Linked DNA regions of Mus musculus: region 2 is linked to region 1. A link is a contact called in public Hi-C data. All regions are on one chromosome and are shown on one strand. The core of a region is the stretch at or near the end of the contact, and the rest is flanking DNA. Distances in the headings are between cores, read along the strand shown. Region 1 has its middle 13 kb from the start of Spg20. Region 2 holds the start of Dclk1 (doublecortin-like kinase 1).

Region 1 (6,935 bases), core at 1,005-3,504:
TTTGGTCTTACCTGGGGTGGGAACCCTGTTTATCCACAGTAAGGGATGCAGAGGATAAAAAAAGTTAAGACTGACAAGGACCCTTACAAGAGTGGATAAGAGTTCCATAATCCGCAAGGGAAGCTGGGAAATGTAGTTTTTCAGCAAGAAAGTCTCGGGTTTACATGAAGTCTTTGAGTTTGTAAAAAGCACAGTCCATTTGGGGCAGCAGTGAGTGCTCAAAAAGTTAAGGGTTTTTGGAATGTTTCAGATATCAAATTTCAGATGATGGCTGCTACAGCTGAATAAATTTTGGACTCAATGCAAATACCAAGCCATTTTACACGAGGGATTTGAGCAGACTCGGGTTTTGCTATCACTGTGAATAGCCTGGAGCTACTCTCCTGGGTCTCAAAAAAACAGGCTGTGAAGTTAAAATTTAGGTCGATTAGATATTCTTGACTTGCTGGGTGGTCATTTTAAACTGCGTCCCCCATTACCAGAGACTGGGGTTAAGACCAGTCTCTACCAGGCTCTCTCAAGAGGCCACCAGCCAGCAGGGTATCATCAGAGCGGTAGGGGCCCCAGCTGCAAGGCTGCCTCTGCCAGGAGAATGAAAGAGCCTTTTCAGTCTCTTTCCTTGTTTCCCCAAGGCCAGGCTCCACATCACCCTGCCCCCTTCCTCATGTGACTCACTCCAACTCTGGTAGGGAACCATAAGCCAGTGGATATTCTCTTAGTGGATATTCTCGCCATTTCAATTGTTTTGCCCATGCCCTCTGTCCCTTTATTTAAGGGGTAGGCAGCTTTATTTTTAGGGCTGAATCTCTGTCTATCTTCTACTATGCTTCTGTCTAGAAGATAAGAAAGGGCTCACAGCGCTGGGTCCATGTTTTCATATGCAATCTGAGTTCACTGCCTTGTGCACAGTGAGGGCTCCTGTGTAAACACAGAAATTTTGAGAAAGTCTGAAAGGACATTAGCAATATAAAAACGGGATTTCATGGGTCCTAAGAATGCAGTGTTTTTTTTCTTTTACTTTCACCACTTATTTTTATTATATGTGTGTGTGTGTATAATATATACATACACATCATACACACACACACACATGCACACATATATATGATTGTTCGCTTGCATGTATGAGTATGTACCATATGATGCCTGGAACCCAAGGAGGCCAGAAGAGGGCATCCCTTGGAACTAGAGTCACAGATAATTGTGAGCATCCACGTGGATGCTGGGAACTGAACACTAGCCCTCTGGGAGAGCAACCAGGAACTTTAGCTGCTGAGACACCTCTCCAGACCCTGCCTTTGCAAAGCTAATGAGTGACCTGGAGATCATGGTAAAGCCACCTGAGACAAAGGCTGCTGCTGAGTCTGACTCCTATGCTTCTCTTCTTTAAGTCTGGCAAAGGGATCTTCTATGATTCCCTAGGGAAGCAACTGGGACTGGCCATGCTCCAAACCAAAATCCAAGCATTTGTCACAGCTGGGGTGTGGCAGTCATGGTTCCAAATGAAACTTAAAACTCAGAAGAGGGGGCGGGGAGGATCTGTAAAAATCACAGCAGGATTTGGAGGCATAGAGTGAAGAAGTACTAAAAATTCTCCTAATTTTCTGACTGCCACAATCATTAAGAGACTGGATGGCTTAATGGGTGCTACGACTTTCATTGTGCCCATTCATTGCTGTTTAAAGTCTCAGTACAATTATGAAGTAGACAAAATGTTGGCATGAGAGAGAGAGAGAGAGAGAGAGAGAGAGAGAGAGAGAGAGAGAGAGAGAGAAAGGACAGGAGGCAGATGACCTTGGAAGCAAATCAGTAGCTGGTTTATTTTAGAGAAAAGAAGATGTGTATAGAGAAAAACTGCAACAGTATTCTTTAATGATGATATGCAGTATCGTATGGAGTTTTGCTTTTGCCCTCAGAAATGAAAGAAAGCATTACAGTCAGAGACTGGCTTCAATACTGAGCACTGTAGAAATGTCAACTGATTACATTCACAGTTTATTAGGAAGGGCACATGAACAGCAAATTAGAAATAACTTCTCGCCGGTACTTCTTACATGAGGAGACAGTGAAAATATCTGGACAGAAGCATCTTAGGAATTACAGAAAAGCAAAAAAAAAAAAAAAAAAAATTGTTGTGATTAATAAACATGACTTTGAAAAATTAAGTATTCTTAATCAATGGCTCTTCTGCCTCCATCTGCTCAGTGCACTCATCCCGCTGACAGCAGGGGACCTGCTGTGCTGTTCATTCCTGCATGCTCAGCCACTGAAAGGGTAGCTAATGTGTCAGCAACCTAGGAGGGAGGGAGGGCGGAGGGGACAGACAAAGCAAAGAATCTCATGTTGTTGAGACATTAAAAATATTCCCAGCTCACTGTCCCCTATAAAGGAATGCCAATGACCTTGGAGAGTTAGCCAGGAGCACCAGCTGGTAGCAAGGAATTATGAACTTTTTCAATATTTTCCTTGTGTGTAATGCTAAGATCTAACTTGTATTAGTATGAAAACAGGAAACAAGTAATTCATACAGCTTATGCTATCTGAGGTAAATGAGTATTGTACTTAATAATTCATTCTTATTGCATTTAAATGTCACTGAGCCCTGTACCAGATGTCTGTACCAGTGCTTATACTATTCACATCTATTCACTCCATCTTGGCCCAGAACCCCTCTTTAAAAGGAGCTTACAAAATGGTTCTTGTCCCAGGTAAACTATGTTTTTGTAAGGTTTGTTTATTTTTATGTGTCCTGGTGTTTTGCCTGTTCACAAGTCTGTGTACCATGCCCATATAGTATTCACAGAGGCCAGAAGAGAAAGTCTGATCCCCTGGAAAGGGAATTACAGGTGTATGCGAGCTGCTATGTGGGTGCTGGGAACTGAACCCAGGCCCTCTGCAAGAGCAGCCAGTGACCTTAGTAGCCACCAGCTGTCTCTCCAGCCTGGTGGGTAAACGATTTTAAAGAGAAAATGCATTGGTCTCCAGCCTTTTGTAAGTGATATTTTTTAGAACTCAGCCAGGCTTAGAATTTCAGCTAAATTCTTATTCTCATAAGCAGAATACGGGCATTGATGGATTCCTTGTAATTATCCTTGAAATAACTGAGGAAGGAAGAGGGTACAGGGAGACACAGAAGCTAAGGGTAGCACTGAAGGGGGCGCGGGGTAGTGAGCCCTGTGTGACAATTTTGATGGAGTGGGGATCCAGTTCCACGGAATGTGTGGCATTTGAGAAACTTAGCCAGCAGGCAGCTGGGTCTCCAAGTCTGCCCTGGGCAGCTGCGGTCAGGGCGTGGCCGAGAGCAGAGCAGAGAGTGGAGTAAAGGCATCATGGGAAGTCGGCTCCGTTTATTGAGGCTTCAGAAATTTTTCAGAAGCAATAGATTTCTTTTCCTGGCAGCGCAAGTCACTAAAGCAGGAGCCTGGCATGAAGGCCTTGTGTTCAGCAAACGTTGGTCACACGAGGAAAGGAAAAGGAGCCATTTAGAGTGCAGAGGGGGAAGGCTTTTAGAAAAATCCACAAGAGAGGTGGAAAATGCCCTAGAAGAGTGAGGGACTCTAAAGACACTTTGATGGAGGAACTCGAAGGGATTAATGGTGGCTCTTTGTGGGAAGAGATAAGGACAGAGAGAAATAGAAAGGTGAATCTCTACCCCCCGAATGTGGTGGTACTTTTTTCAGAGTGATATATATTTACCTCTCCCTTCAAAAATATGACTGTACATAAAAATATTAATGCAAAGTTTAGTTACTAGTCCTGAGCCAGCATGAATGTCTTGGTGTTAAGCATGTCCCACGGCTATGTTGAATGTTCTCTTTGAAGAAAGCCCTGGGAAGCCTAGGCAGAGATTGTATCAATTGCCTTTTCTTTTCTTTTCTTTTCTTTTCTTTTCTTTTCTTTTCTTTTCTTTTTTTTTTGAGACAGGGTTTCTCTGTGTAGCCCTGGCTGTCCTGGAACTCACTTTGTAGACCAGGCTGGCCTCGAACTCAGAAATCTGCCTGCCTCTGCCTCCCAAGTGCTGGGATCAAAGGCGTGCACCACCACACCCGGCTCAATTGCGTTTTCTTAAAGCCTTTATTTCAAAATAAAAGGGAGACCCAGGGCTTCAGTGCTGACCTGTGGATGTTCTGGGACATGGGCTATGCTGGCATGCTGGGACAGGACTGCTCTGAGCCTGCTGGAGGGTGTCAAACAATGTACTGTGTGTGATGTTATGTCACAGTCATCTTCTGTGCCGATCCAATTGCAGACTAATTTCATAAGAAAGTGACTAAACACACAAACCAACACAACTGGAACACTCTGATCACTCAACACTTTGTTTGTTTGCTTGTTTCGTTTATAAAGAGACAGGCAGGGGCTATAAGATTTGATGGGTAAAGTTAAAGAGGAATGAGACTAGACCACACAGCATCTCCCCATTGATGAGTTGGGGGATGAAGGTAGAGTGTATGTGTGTGTGTGTGTGTGTGTGTTGGGGGGGGGTGTTAGTTAACTCCTGATCTCTGGACTTTGGGAAAGAATGCAGTTCTAGTTACGCACTTCCACAGAAAAGGTAATAAGAGAAGAAAGAAAGTCAACTAGAGATCTTTAAGATGCTTATAGTTTTCAGAAGAAAGTCCTGTGATTGTCACATTCTTATAGACCAGCACCTGTAAGAAGTTCCCTGGGTTCCATGTCACTTAGAATACCGACTGTGCATCAAGCACCACCCCCACCTCCCCCAGGACTCCAGGGTCACCTCAAAGTGCACACCGTCAGGCCCTTCCCCAGCCTTAGTAAATCTGACTGTATTTTTATTATTTTTGGAAGATTTATCCTTATTTTGTGTGTATGAGTGTTTGTCATGCACATAGCAGTGCCTGATGCCTTCAGCAACCACAAGGCATTGAATCCCCTGGAACCAGGATTACGAATGGTTAGGAGCTGGAAATAGAACCTGTGTCCTCTGCAAGAGCAGCAAGTGCTCTTGAGAACCATCTCTCTAGGCCCATGCTGGCATTTTTTAAAAGATGTCAAGTGTAGGTATGCCGAGGACGAGCCTCAGTTAGGTGGCAGGAGTCGGCAGGGTGACAGACATGGGCACAAGGGAGTGTGGTATCTGGATGTAATTTTGTCAAAGTTAGTATCATATATATATAATATATATTCAGAAGAAATGCATACATATATACACATATATATAATATATGTATACAGAAGAAAACAAAAAAGTAGGTTGTCACAGCAGGCAAGGTGCATTGAAGTTATCTGACACAAAAGAGGAATGTCTTCAAAGGACTGGCAGGAACCAGGCAATGTTTACAGTAAAGAATTAAAAGCAGCCCTGCCTAGAGTCAGCTAATGACAGGGGCCAGGAGAGGATTTCAACTTTGAGCCTTGTGAAAGCTTGCACTAGGGGGTGCTCTTGCTGGCCTTTTCATGAATAATGCAATACTGTAGTTCCTCCTTAAACTACACCCCCCCTTCTTCCTAGGCCATGGTAAATTCTTGCATATGAGAGTAACTTGACTGCTCTTTTAAGTATCTGTAGGGAATCTCCATTTGTCAGAAGAACTCACCAACTTTCTTCTAATAGGCAGTCTGCCATACCTGACTGTAATGAAGATTCTAAGTATACTTTGCTAAGCTTGCCCTGAGATTTCTATCTGGCAAACTGAGATGCCTGATCCATACACCCGACTAACGAAAGGACAGAATTAGAGCATTCGTTTTACAGGATGCCACGGTTCTAAGAGACTAAGTTTCCATGAACTTGTCGCCTCAGGACTTGGTCCAGGTTTCTAGACCTGTCATGCGAGTCACTACTGGAGTGGGTGTAGCATAGGTACATCAAGGACGAAAAACATCCCCAATTCAGTTTTGTCTTTCCACTCCACTCATCTTCACAAAGCAACAGAGAACAAGTCCTGACAGTGTGCTAGAAAACAACCTAGTAGCCAAAAGCAACCCTGCAACAATAAACTGTCGTTTAAAATTACCCATGAACAAAAAAACGGTCTCTAAAAACAAAACAAACAAACAAACAAAGGTTCCCTTCTCCCTGTTGACTACAGGCTGAGAGGCACCAGGCTGGGTAATTGTGGGCTATCTCAGATGTCAACACAGCTCTGGGGCTTTGTGTTGAGCCCCGCTGGGCCTCCTGAGAAGAGCTGAGCGCAGGGAGAGCTCAGGGGAGAGAAAGGAAGTCTGCTGTCTGCATTCAGATACCTGGGCCTTGTCGTGTCCGCTCTCGACCAGCAAGAACGACACGACCACCAGTCCTTCTAACAGCAGTTTATTCAGCAAACTTCAGTCTTCATCTCTCTCGCTTCAACTTTATCTCTCTTCCTTCTCTCTCTAACCCGGGCCTCTCACTCTTATATACTCTCAGCCCCCATCCACTCACGGCAGGCCACGTCACCTCACCAGGCACGCAGCTTTAGCTAATCAGGGCGGCAGGGGCATGTCTCCACCAAATATGGATTTGCCAGTATCATGGTGCACCTGCGCAGCTCTCACGATGGTTGTGGCTTATTTTCAGGTGTATGAGGAAGTCAGGTGCAAGTCATAAGACTTAGCTGCAGTCCTGGGCGCCATCTTGGGACTGCTGCCACACCCGCTCCTCACAGGGCCTGTCGGACAGGAACGTCTCTTTCAGAATATGATGTCAGACACATTTCTTCAATAGATGAATCACTTGTCTAACAGGTCTGGGAAAAACATTGTGTCAGTTTCGACCCCTGAGATATGGAGTCACAGAAGCTCTGCCCTCTGAGGCTCTCTCGTGGCTAATGTTGGCCCTGTGTGCCTAGTGAGGCTGGGCCACACCACCACTTTCTGCAAAGGCCAGTGTTCACAGGGCCTGCAGAGATCATTCCAGTGTCACACAGGCAGAAATATTTTCATTATCTTTACTTATAACCAATAATTTTATTTAAAATCCAAGACTTTTA
Region 2 (6,942 bases), core at 2,873-5,372, 140 kb after region 1:
AGGACAGAAGAAGGAGTTGGAGCTCCTGTTACTAGGGTTACAAATGGCTGTGACCTGCCATGTAGGTGCTGGGATTCAAACTTGGATCCTCTGTGAGAGCAGTCAGTGCTCTAACTACAATCTCTTCAGCCTGACAAACTATTTGATTTAAAGGCTGCGTTTTCTAGAGGAGATTACACAACACACTAGAATTCAGGGTTGCCTTATAGACATAATGACCAAGGTGGTGGTAAAACTGTCTTGAATTTTAAAACATGGGTAGTTTTAGAAAGTGGAGCTGGTCTTGGCATTTATTAATACAATAGACTGTATTTCTTGAAACTTTGAGTCAAGAAAAAAAATCTCCTTCCTTTTAGGTTACACCTGTTATGTGTCTTGTCAGACTACATATACATATACACATACACATACACATACACATACACATACACATACACATACACATACACATACACATACACATACACATACATACATATACATATACATATACATCATATACATATACATATACATATACATATACATATACATATACATATACATATACATATACATATACATATACATACATACATATGGATATAGATACAGATACAGATATACACACACAGAGTCAGTTTTTGGATCAATTCCTTCTTGTAAAGGGGAATAGTGCCAATTTAAAACATGTTTTGAGCCAGACTTGGTGGCACATTTCCAGGGGGGGCGGTGTCAGGCAGATCTCTCTGAGTTTGAGGTCATCCTAGTCTGTATGTGAGTTTCAGGCCAGACAAGGTTACATAGCGAGACCCTGTAACAGATACACTTGCCACATTTATCTCTCTAAGGCATAGGAACCAGTGATGAAGAGAGGGTAGACAGATGCCGAGAGCCAGAGCTGGTGATACTACAGGGAAACTGTTCTCTGGACACAAAATGATGGCTGCCCACATGAACTCACAGTGATCTGTGGGAGAATGCACACGACCCATGAAAAACTCAGGACAGACAAAAATCCCAATACAGGGAAGTGGGCACAAAACAATCCCACTCTGGCTGGGGATCTGGGGCATCCTCTGCTGGAAAAGAGTCAGTGTTCGTTTGTTTGGTTATTTAAACTGTGTGTGACCCTGGTAGGTAAATGACATTATAGGGCAGACCCTATTCCCAAGAGTAGCTGGGTAACACAAAGTGGACTGGTGTTGTGTGACAAGACACATTTGGGAGACACAACACCCACATCTACTTACCCCAGATTGGGAACCCACAGCAGACCAATGTATGGATACTCCAAAGTCTAACTTGGTGACCGACTGAGTTTTATTGGGTTACTTGCAGGAGTAGAAATGACTCAAAGACAGTTGCATCACCAAGGCTCACCCAGCATAGGTGAGGGCTCAAAAAGTGTAGGAAAACCGAAGTACCTTGCACAGCCTGCAGGCAGCTCAGCTGGGTAGACAATGTTCACTCCAAGTGCCCCTGACCTAACCTCTTTCTGGCAGGGGCTCTGGTCTCAGAGTCCTCTTTGCAGCTTGTCTCGTCTGAGAAGGACTCTCAGCTGTTCTAGATTACCCTGGCAGGGAGAAGTTGGTAAATCTGGTTGGTTTCAGGGCTTTCTGCAGCTATTTTGGGTCACTTTACCTACCAGCTTCAGGAGCTTCCTGGAGGATGGGATGTTTCAATCTTGAAGGAAGATGTTACATAACAGCTTAGTGGTTTTAAAAGAAAACATGAAGCTGAATAGTAGGGAGGTGAGGGCCAATTTAGAAGAAATTAGGGCAGGGGGTAAATATGATCAAAATACATTTTATGAAATTCTCAGAGAATAAAATATGAATTGTATCCTCTAAAGACTTAAGCTGCCTTGGGACAACTTTGGACGTTCGTCTAGTCAGGTTCCTGGTGCGGTTTACCCAGAATGCTTTTCTGCTACGTTACGGCCATAGCTTGGTGGCCATGGTATTGTTGAGGGCATTCATCCACTTACTTGTTACTTGTAGTTTTAGGAGAAGGTAAAATGTCTAGAGATATTCCCATTTAAAAAGTCATCTATGATCTTGTTTCTTTTATTACATTATTTTCATTTTTCAAGTAAACACCCTAGTGTTGGGAATTCTCAAAAAAAAAAAAAAAACAAACAAAAAAACAAAAACCCAACTTGTTCTAAATACTGCCATTTTGTTTTTAGACTCCCATTTAACCACAGGGGCAAACTAAATTCAAGGTTCTAGGCTCTAGGGGAACTGGGGACTTCCCAATAGCTGAACAGCTTCTATTGAAAGGATACACTTGTCTGAATCCAAATATCTCAGGAGACAGTTGTCTGAATTCAGATATTTCAAGGACAACTCCATCTTGCTATCTGGGTTAACCTAAGGTAATATTCCCAGACCCAAGAGCCTACTCCTATACTAATTGGTGAAAAACTGTAATAATAACTTGGCGTAGGTGTTTATGAGATGTGAGCTTAAATATCCTGTGATATTCTGGCTCTTTGCTTCAGTTCAGCTCCTGAGTCTTTTCTGAGGTCCTGATTGACCAGTAGCAACTTGATTACAATACATTTTTGTCTTCTTCATTGACCTGGTGTTTGAGTTATGATGGATTTAAGCAGACCCTGTAACACTAGGACCATGGTAAGATACGGTTAAGTCATATAAAATGCTTAATAAATTACCTCGAGGAGGCTGGAGAGATGGCTCAGTGGGTAGGAGCTCTTGTTACATTTGCAGAGGACCTGGGTTCAGTTCCCAGCACCCACACAGTGGCTTACAAACACCTGCAACTCCAGCTCTAGGGGATACCACATCCTCTCCTGGTCTCCAGGAGCACTGCACACATGTGCTATGCATACATACATGTAGGCAAACATTCATACACATAAAATTGAGATAAATAAGTCATTTATAAAATGAAATGACCTTGACAGCATGTCCACTGGGGGGAGGTTCGAGGTAGGATCTCTATTAGTCACACACTTGGAAGAAATCACTGGGGACTTCTCACTGGCAAGATAAGTGGAGGTCTTGATTTCTGGTCTCAATGAAACAGACTTGTTTGGTGTCCATCTCTTGGCTTAGCTCTGAGCCTTACTTTTGCACTAGAATTTGAAGAAGCAGAGCGTGGGACTTTGCATCTAGTTAATTTGGTGAGTGCATTCTACACTCATCTCTGGCCTCTTGAGTAGCTCAGAAGTAGATATCTCATCATTTATTGAATATGTAATACATATCCCAGTTGGCTGCATTTTCTAACAAAGGGTAATCAGCATGAACAGAATACTTCAGGAGAATTTCAGAATAACTTTTAGTAACAATAAATAGTAAAATACATAACTGGACCCAGTGGGCAGAAAAAATTAATTTTGTGTTTTTTATTGAGCAGCCCAGAGTCAGTAAGACAAACAAATACATATATTGGCATGTGTCTATGTATTGTCTAATGACTTTTAAATATATATATTTAGGCTGCATACTGAGCCATGCAAATGTTTCAGAGATACCTGGGATGGGGTCCCAGTCCCCAGAATTGTATCCAGTGGAAGCTGTGAACATCTGGGTTCTGAGAACATTCTTGTTCGGGGAGGGAAGGCTTGTGTAAGCTTATGGGACTTTCCACCCTGACAGACTGCCAGTCTTGCAGCCAAGAGGCCTCCAAGAGCAGTCTAAGTGTGGCCTTAAGTTATCAAAAGCTTATTGTGAAATAAAGCCCTAAGCAGGAGGCCACCATCTCAACAGTGACTCATGTCTTGGGGTCAATCGCGAATGACGAGTGGAACGTGGCCCTCCCCAAGTAGGGAGACTGAGGATTACTTTACATTGCTTAGTTTGAAGGGTCCAGATCTGGTCTCCCAGGACAGTTCAGAAAAAGCAGTTTTGAGGGGCAATCCTACTGGCTTCCCTATTCCTGGGAAGGGCGTGTCAAACCACAATGCCAAATGAAAAGATGTAGGGGTGTGTGGGTAGGTGGGTGAGTTCCTCTGGTCTCCTTTGATGAAGGCGACCTCAATACTGGACCACTTCTCTGCCCAGCACATGACCTGCTTCAGATTCATCTCTATCGATATTCTTTCTCAGTTCCCTGAGCCACCAACCAATCTGCCCCCATCCTCTGGCAAGTCCTTCTAGCGACTGGGGAGGCTTGGGAGCGGAGGGGTGTCCAGGCAATCCAGATTACCAAGACCATTGCAACCAGAAGCCTGGCTAGAGGAGGGAGGACCCTGGACTCAGCCACGGTGGGCGCGCCCTGCCAAGGAGGGCGGAGGGCGGAGCAGGAGAAGGAGGGAGAAGGGAGGGCATGTGAGCGAGTGAGACACAAGAAAAGCTTGCGCGCCACCGCCCTCCTCGGGAGAGAGGCTGGAGTGAGGCTGAGCGGAGAACCGCATTTCAATGAGGACCAGCTCCAGCGCATCAGTGCACTAGCGGTCGCAGCTTCCAGACGCTCGTGCTCCGCAGCCCCAGCCGCGCCCAGCCCGGCGAGGACAGCTCCAGCAGCCGGCCACAGACAACCCAGCCTCCACCCGCGACCGGTGCGTGCTTTGCCTGGGCTGGGGAAGGTGCGGGCAGGCCCCGTGGTGCCGTCTGACCGCAGCCCTGGAAGCCCTGGCCAGGATGGACCCCACTGGGCAGCAGCCGCCCCGCCCGCCGTTCCTCGAAAGACGGCTGCTCTGGGCTGGCTAGTTTGGTCCGGCCAGGAAGCGTTGTGTGCCCGCGGCCCCAGGGTTGCTGGCTCCTGCCTCTTTTGTCTGGTGCCACCGGCTTTAAATAGGGAGTCTGGCGGGTTGGGCCCTCCAAGGCTTTCCATCCCCTTGTTGTTGGAGATAGAGAGCCGCGGAGGAGCTGGGAGAGGCGCTTGTCATTGTCAGGATTGACTGTGGAGCTAGGACCAAGTGGGCAAGGAAGGAGTGGCTGGGCCTGGCCTCTTATTGTGTGCATGCTTTCCCGAGTGCCCAGGAGGGTGGCATGTGCCTGGTGATGGGGGCTGCAGTGTAGGCGTTGCAAGTACCTTTTTGCATGGTCTCAAGTTCCTCTGGGGACAGCCAGGAAGCCTTGTGTACGAATTAGTACCTGCAGTGCTAAAAGCATGCAGAGAGGAAAAGACATTTTCCTCCTAGGGGGAGCGCACACACAGCGCCGCATTGCCCCACAAAAGAGGCTGCTTTTGAAAATCAGGTTTCTGAGGCATCGCCACTGGATTTGGCAAGGAAATCCTTGTGGGTGAGAGAAGTAACAAGAAGATTTCATTCAAACAGGGCTCCCTCTCTGACTGCACCTGTGAATGTGTGCCCAGGTTACTGTGCACGCGCGCTCAGCTGCCACACTGCAGGGTGTTCCGAAGGGGGCGGGGGGGGGGTGGGGAACGACCGTGTCATGACTGTTCCTAAATATATCGCCTTTCAATGGGAAAGGAAAGTAGGGCAGCGTTTTAGGTATGGAATGTTTCATGAATGCAGGTTAGGAGGGATTTCAAGAGAGGTTATATGTAAGAACATTTAAAAGATGTTCCCACATCCTGTGATGTGCTGGCTTGGGTGGTGCGTGCACTCCGGAGAAACACATGCATGTCTTTTATTCCATACCTCTCTATCCACCTGAATCCTAATCCAACTGCTAAAATATGCTTTGGGATTTCCATGTGTGATGGCGTGGATTTATGCTAGACGTGTGTGTGTGTGTGTGTGTGTGTGTGTGTGTGTGTGTGTGTGTGTGTGTTTCTAAAATTGATGAAATGGGAGCTCATTCACAGAAAGGTGAATATAATATTCCTTAGAATGGTGAGAAACCCCACAACGAGCAACACTGCTTCTCTGGCTTTGTAATATTTGTAGAGTATGATAAAAGTCCATGCTCTTCCCCACCCACAGTTTGTAGTCTCTGTGGCTGAGGGCTCTGAGCACCTTCTTGGTGCCCACATTTGTATCCAGAGACTTCTATCCTCCCATGCTCTGCAAATGCTGGCCAAGTGTGTTCTAGCTAGCTTCCTGTATAGGAAGTGTGAACCTGTGGGAGCCCGGAGAATTTTCTTCTAGAGTTCTTAGTTCACATGTGTGACTAAGACTCTGAAAGCCGAGCCAGCAGAGGCGAGGGGAGGGCACCTGTTTTCATTCCACACATGATTCCCAGAAGACTGAAGTGTGCGCAGCGGGCCTTGGCTTTCAGTTAGTGGAAGCTGTGGGGTTGGCAGTTATTTCACTTCGAGCATAGCTCTGCCATGCTGGTCCCATCACTGCCTGCTCATGGGTGGGGAGCAGGGAATGTAATGCCTGCCCTGGGTGAACCTGTTACTAAAATGAGCAAAACCTTCTGTTTTAAATAGATTTTCTATCATTTAGTGTGGAATCTTGATCCTAAAAGCATTCCCAGTTTGAATTGCTGCCAAAACTTTTTTTTTTTTTTTTTTTGGATTTTGCCAATTGTGAACCACTGAAGACCCTTGGAAGTTGATGTCTGCCATTTCTGGTCACATAACAGTGTCACTCTTTTGCTAGGTTCCTCCTTATTTCCTTTTTGCATAAGTCAACTTTGGAGGAAGCCCCTAGGAATGGAAGGATGGCCAGTGCCTTTAAAAAGAAAACAAATGCAACCAAAAGTCACCTTGGCATTTACCATTAAAGTTCTGGTGAGCTTAGTGTGTGGGCATAGCTTTGCAATCTCCTCCATCCCCTTCCTCGATCAACCCACATGCCTTTTTGAAGACTGACTGCTTAACAAATATATGAACAAAGTAGGAGCAGATACCAATATCAAAGCAGAATTTGGGTTCTGTTATGCAGCTAATACCAATGGGACTGGTCCCAGTGGTGACTATTTTGAAGTTATTTACTTACAAACCCAACAAAACCACTCCATGGCTGGTATAGCTTTTATAAAGATGCAGAATTAGGTGACAATGGCTTGTTTATGAGGCACGAGAGATGGCTTTTCTGCTTGAAGTGAAGATACTCCTAACTCACACTAAGGG

The links. A called contact is a pair of places that touch in the nucleus more often than the background predicts.
Region 2: a contact with region 1 is called in a Hi-C map of myocytes, with 1.9 times the contacts expected there. The contact joins the promoter of Dclk1 here to the enhancer-like site in region 1. A contact is called at or near these places in 2 of 39 promoter capture datasets (the 3T3-L1 cell line and 3T3-L1-derived adipocytes), 2 of 484 Hi-C or Micro-C datasets (myocytes and neural progenitor cells) and 1 of 9 other capture datasets (liver).

Annotation. Positions count from the first base shown.
Region 1 is chr3:55,095,922-55,102,856 of GRCm38.p6, forward strand. No RefSeq gene overlaps it. Among named protein-coding and RNA genes, the nearest start is that of Spg20, 13 kb to the right of the region's middle. Within about 2 kb of position 2,255, at least 42 of the 459 cell types and tissues checked have an H3K27ac peak or open chromatin away from gene starts, as enhancers often do. A contact at or near this core is called in myocytes and neural progenitor cells, where this site is marked.
Region 2 is chr3:55,238,242-55,245,183 of GRCm38.p6, forward strand. It overlaps Dclk1 (doublecortin-like kinase 1), which reads left to right and starts at 4,123. Exons shown (of 17, transcript NM_001195538.2): 1 at 4,123-4,510.